Linked DNA regions of Rattus norvegicus: region 2 is linked to region 1. The links are chromatin contacts, called in public Hi-C maps. All regions are on one chromosome and are shown on one strand. The core of a region is the stretch at or near the end of the contact, and the rest is flanking DNA. Distances in the headings are between cores, read along the strand shown. Region 1 overlaps LOC134485837 (a long non-coding RNA gene). Region 2 has its middle 130 kb from the start of Ankrd55.

Region 1 (2,936 bases), core at 390-2,889:
CCCATAGACGCTCTTTAGTTGGTGGTTTAATCTCTGAGAGCCCTCACGGGTCCAGGTTAGTTGACTCTGTTGGTCTCTATTCCCTTCAGATTCCCACAATCCTTTTCCCAGCTCTTCCGCAAGACTCCCCAAGCTCCATCTAATGTTTGGCTGTGGGTCTCTGCATCTGTTTCCATCGATGGTTCCTGACAGTTGTGAGAACCTTTTCCTTGTCATCTCTCCCTTGTCAGACTGTGAGGGCCTTTGGGGTTGCAAATGATGCCTTGTCTATCTCTGTAGTGCCCATGTCCTAGCTCACCAGACAAATTCTAAATATTTACTTAGCACTAGGACACAGGACAACACTTTGCATGTTCAGTCCGTTAATCATTAAATATAACAAGAACTTCTCTTTTTATGTATACATAAAAATTCCGGTCTCCAAAACCAGCTGGCAAAAAGGAGTGGGGCGATCTACTCTAGTCTCACTGGCTACGTCAGACAGTTGACAGCCGTGTCTATGGCCACACTTGCAGGCAAGGTGTTTAGGCTTACCCAGAGAAACTCACATTTCCTATTCTTAGGTATCTACCAGCCGATCTAAATAATTTTGACTAGATATCAGTAGGCAGAACAGAGCACAGTTCCCTAACCTCCACTCCCCAGGAGTTCCTGCACTAATGATGCTAGTATTTCTCCCAAGCATCTCAAGGCCGGAAACAGAGGATCTTTTTACCAACACACAGAGGAAAAGCTGGGTGGGAAAATCACTGACGCTCAACCCAGTGACCCGGGCGAGAACAGCTTTCATCAGAAGCGAGGTGCAGAAGTGAGTAGATGAACGAGTTGAACTTTCTGGTCAAAGCCAGAAACATCGGTAAAGGCACACGTGGAACCTTCGCAGAACAGACAGCATCGGTGAGAATGCATGGTCCTTTACAGTAAATTCACTGTGGGAAACTAGTCAGGCCCAGCAAGCTGACAAGGGTCCCTTCACCCCTGTGCCAAGGACAGTTTGGCCAAAGGACATCTAGGGTGAAGGCCTCAGTCAGGGCTAATCTCCATATCCCGGAATAGTCCAGAGAACTCGTCCAACCTGCCAGTCTGCCTTGGGAGAAAAAAAAAAGCCTTTGGAATTCTTTGTCCAGCTCTGCTTGGTATACACTGGAATAATTCTTCTGGGACTTCTCTGGTGACCTAGTCTTCACTATAATGACATCCCTCAACAGATCCACCAGCCCTCAGATTCTCCCAGACACTAACTAATAATAGGTCCAATTAGAAGTGAAGATTCCAAACAGATGAGACACGAATTGATATACATGACATGGCTGCCACAGATCCATTTCTTCCCCTGGCAGAAAAGAGATCAAACTGACCTTGAGGAGGAAACCTCCTTTTCTGAACAGTTACCATGGCAACCGGAACCCTCTCTCTCCCCAGGGCACCTGCCCACAGGCTCCCACCGGCCAGCTGGTAGGGAGGGTGGATCGGCCACCTCTGTTCCAAGTCACTGTGCTCATTTGACCAACAAAGGTGCCAACGGTGCCAGTTGGCCTCGTGATATGGATACCTGCCCACGAGGCATTGGCCCAAACATTGGGGACTTTCACAGAGGCCAGCCAACAGCTGGCAGGCAGGAACTACCAGGTCATTGTCATCTGGGGCTGAATTGGAACGTGCATACAAGACACAAAGGCTGTGTCTGTAACCACAGCATCTCTCCCTCCCAAGAGGTGTGTTTTCAGCACCAGATCCTCTGCTCTGGGAGGGGCGTGTGGCTGAAGGTGCCTTTTAGAGGCCCCGCCCACCCAGCCTTTTTTAGGGGCGCCCTGCCTTTAAGCACGGTGGTGTAGAAAAGCGTTTCCTGCCCCATGTCTCGTTTTATTGCAAATGAGAAGGTTCGCCATAAGTCACCCCAGGCCAGTGGGTTCAGAGGTAGAGCCGGTAACCAGAAGCCATGCAGACTTCCTCTCCTGGCCCCACACCAAGGCCTCCAAGGATCTCTTGTCACATGAGGTTAGTGTAGTTTCACATCCTCTAAGCAAAGCTCTGTCGAAACTCTCTAGTATCACATGGCATTGGCTCAAAGCAACCACCTCACTCAGCTGCTGGCTCCCTGTTCCAAGAGTGGATCAGGAGACCTGGGTTCCAGTTTCAACTCAACCTGCATGACCTTGACAAGAACCAGTCCTCAACCTTGCATCAGAAAACCAAGTGGTCAGAGTTTCTAACCTTAGGGTCCATTTCCTCTCCTCCGCATTACCCTCTCTACCTCAGTTAAAAAAAATTATTTTATATTTACTTACTTACTTACTTACTTACTTACTTTGGAATTCTTGATTATAGAGTCAGGGTTTTTCTGTGCTGCCCTGGCTGTCCTGGAACTCACTCTGTAGACCAGGCTGACCTTGAACTCAGAGATCCACCTGCCTCTGCCTCCTGAGTGCTGGGATTAAAGGCATGTTCAACCACCGCCCAGCATTTCTGATGCTAACCCAAGAATCTCCAAAGACTGGTGTACATTATTTCAACTGTTCAAAATCAGACATCTCGAAAATATTAAGTCAAGCGAAGGAATCTTTATATATAAGAGAGCACATGTTTTATGGTTGTAATATGAAATTCCCAGACTAACGAATGGTAAGACACAAACATACACACAGACGCACATACATGCTCTCACACGAATAGCTGTGGATTGCCTCAGGGAGTGTGGTAGGACCAGGAGTTACTTGGGAAGAGGAACAAAAGAACTTTGTGAGTTGAGAGTATACATTGTCCCTGGTTGTGTTTATGTCACCCAATCTTTGTCAGAACTCATGGACTACTGTTCGTCGGATGGATTGAACGGTGGAATGGCGTTAGAAGAATGAAGTGTAGGTTGTAGAATCCGTGAGCATTTGGGTGTTCCTGACAAAACGCTATAATGAGTTCCCCCTTCTCTCCACCCCATC
Region 2 (2,880 bases), core at 188-2,687, 250 kb before region 1:
GAAAAGAACATTACTGTCATATTTCAAGTTTTGGAAAATAAACGATACAACGACCTCTGGCTCACCAGGCTGAAACTGGATATTTGAGTGCCCTGAGTTCACTTTATTCCTGTATAGAAAGGTAGAGGAGAATGAGCTGTAGTCTTGTCGCAAGGCTAAGTGAGGCAGAGGCCACATCCTGGACCCTGAACTTTGCTGTTAGTCCATGGGCTATCCAAGAGGATGTCTTTTAGATCAATCAACGTCACCAGCAAGTGAGTGTCAAGACGGAACTTGGAAGAGGCTCATATGCAAAGGGAGCAAGACATAGAGCTGTCATCTGCGCTTCTGTGTGTCTCCGGCCTGCCTTTGGGGTGTGCAGGTGAACTTTGAATTGCAAGGGGACTGAGAGAGGCAGCACATCCATCGGATGTCTGCTAGATGCCTTCAGGCCAGGGTCTTCGTGTACAGAATGGCGGCCTTCTATATTACCATCCTGCAGGGTAGAGCAAGAGGTCCAAGCCACACTCATATCCCTAAAGGGCTCCAGGAGCCCAGGAATGCTACTTAGCATTTGGTGGGAAGAAGCGTACCTCACAGTAGTGATGGGAAGAGAAAAGAAGACTAAGGCAGTCTCAATCTCATAAGAGCATCTGTGATTTCTCCACTCTTTGGGATGAAAGGAATATAGTAGCTTAAGGAGAGACTATGCCAGGATTTGGAAGATGTATGGCCAGAAAGTTATACAGACCTGCACTGCACCCTTACCCATGAAATGAAGAGTTGAACTAAATGTTTCCCTTCCACCCTGATGTGCTATTGTCTCACAAAGCCTGTTTTAATGTGGTATCTAGATGATCCCCATCCCACACAATGCAATCCCACTGACAGCAGGGGCCTTTCAGGTCTGATATAGGACTAAGGTATTTACCACAACTATTGGCCATGGCCCTTATGGGCTGCAGCTTCCTGCAGTCACGATGGGCACTGCCCAGCTGCACAAGGAAGGGAGGAGCCACAGGAGCCAATGAAGGATGCCTGTGAAGAGGAATTCAGAAACGAGGCTATTTTACTCAGTTTTGTTTCAGTCCGAAACTGGCCTCCTACTGTAGAAACAAGACCTTTGAGCAATGGGCCCTGTGTTTATTCTACTTGTATCAAAGAGACTTTCATCTCCCCGGGGCAAATTATTAACACATTCCTCCAAAGATGGGAGGGTGGAGGACTGGCCTTGGAGAAAAAAGAAATTGAACATTGTAGTAGAAAGCTGTTAGAGATACGAATGTAACGGACACTAACAAAAAGCCCCCACTTCTAAGAACAGTGGTTGGCTGAACACCAAGGTCTTTGTGCCCAGGAGAGCCTATCTGGGTGATTTCTTGTCTGGAAGTGACCCTTCTGTGCCCAGGAATTTTCCACTAGAAAGCTGATGGTGGTGGAGGTGGGGACCTTTGTGGGCACCCACAGTCGATCACGTTCAACCTTAGCAAATGACTAAACAGTACTGACTGAACAGTGAGTGACTCTAGGTTTCAGGGTGTAATTTTTTTTGTCTTTCAAGAATTTTGGTTGGGTAGGGAAGAGAGAGAGCAGGAGGGTCGGGGGTGCTGGGGGAGTGGAAGGTGGGGACGGGGGAGAGACAAACCAACCACACTTAGATGTAGTTAAGACTTGACCCTGGTCAAGGGTAGCTAGCAGACATGACATGAGCAGAATGCCATTTGGCCTTCACTAATGGATCACTCCCCAGGCCAGGCCTTGCAGGAATTGTTTCCAGACAGATTGTGCAGTTTTCTAAGGCATGTTCCCTTGATTTACAAGGCCCATAGGATGCCCAGGCACCTCCTCTGAGACACAGCTCAATGAACTATCTGCAGGAAGGAGCCTGCTGCATGAAAGTACATGGGGGAGTATTGATTGCGGGCCCCAGACACAGACCCCGTTCATGTCTGCCTTTTAAAAAAATCTTTCCAAGTGACACCAAAACACATAATACCTCAAGACTGTAGACTGGGGAGCAGCCACGAACATATTGTTTATCATTAGCTTCAGAGAGAAACTAAGACTACAACTGGGAGTTGCAAAGCTTCCTCTAGCTGTAGATCCTTCAGCACCGTCTTTTGTTCTCTGAAGCTGAGAGCTCGGCTGTGATCTGAGGATCCATGTTATTCCCGAGTCAAGAAGATGTTACTGAGTTTCTACCACTTTCAAATGGAGATTTCTAAAACTTTGAATAATGGTGGCAAGTGTCTTTTTTTATGGCTGCTTTAAATCAGGGACGTGATTCCTACGGTATCTATCAGGTACCGATCATTCTAAACTGTACAGGAAGATCCAAACAAGTAATTATTGATGGAAACAGGTGACAGAAACTGGCTGGGCAGTTTCAGGGTAAGGAGCCCTGAAAGTAAACAGTCTTTACAAGGCCCAAAGCCAGAAATGCCCCGAGGCTCATTGGAAGTTCTGTCCTTGACAAAGGCCAGGGATGCCAGAAATATTTCAACCAAAATGTCTTTGGTTGTGCCGTGGCTGGAAGCCAGGATACCAGGTTTCACCTTATCTCTCTCTCTCTCCTGGAAGCAGTATTTGAGAAAGAGGCCAAAGTTGAGAGGAGGAGCTGAGCTGACCAGATCATCGGCTTCTCTGTTTCATCGAGTTTCCACTAAATGTCTATAAAAAGCCCCAGTTTTCTTTTCAATGCCGCCCCATTTCCCAGGCCTTGTTCCTGCTGTAGGAGCTCTGCTTTTTTTCTTGTAAGTTCTAAGAACCGTGAACTTCCTTCCCAAACTCATCCGCTGGTTGTCCACAGATTTGTCCTTTGAATCTGAGAGACAAGAACCCAGAGGCCAAAGACGGGGAAGTCGAGTGGGAACCACCGTGCCAGTCACCCTACCTCCTGAG

The links. A called contact is a pair of places that touch in the nucleus more often than the background predicts.
Region 2: a Hi-C map of liver shows a contact between it and region 1, with 4 times the contacts expected there. The contact joins two enhancer-like sites. A contact is called at or near these places in 3 of 12 Hi-C or Micro-C datasets (kidney and liver).

The regions. Positions count from the first base shown.
Region 1 is chr2:45,263,029-45,265,964 of GRCr8, reverse strand. It overlaps LOC134485837 (a long non-coding RNA gene), which reads right to left. Exons shown (of 2, transcript XR_010064080.1): 2 at 1-2,936. Among named protein-coding and RNA genes, the nearest start is that of Map3k1, 120 kb to the right of the region's middle. Within about 2 kb of position 1,639, at least 19 of the 93 cell types and tissues checked have an H3K27ac peak or open chromatin away from gene starts, as enhancers often do. A contact at or near this core is called in kidney and liver, where this site is marked.
Region 2 is chr2:45,514,233-45,517,112 of GRCr8, reverse strand. No RefSeq gene overlaps it. Among named protein-coding and RNA genes, the nearest start is that of Ankrd55, 130 kb to the left of the region's middle. Within about 2 kb of position 1,437, at least 7 of the 93 cell types and tissues checked have an H3K27ac peak or open chromatin away from gene starts, as enhancers often do. A contact at or near this core is called in kidney and liver, where this site is marked.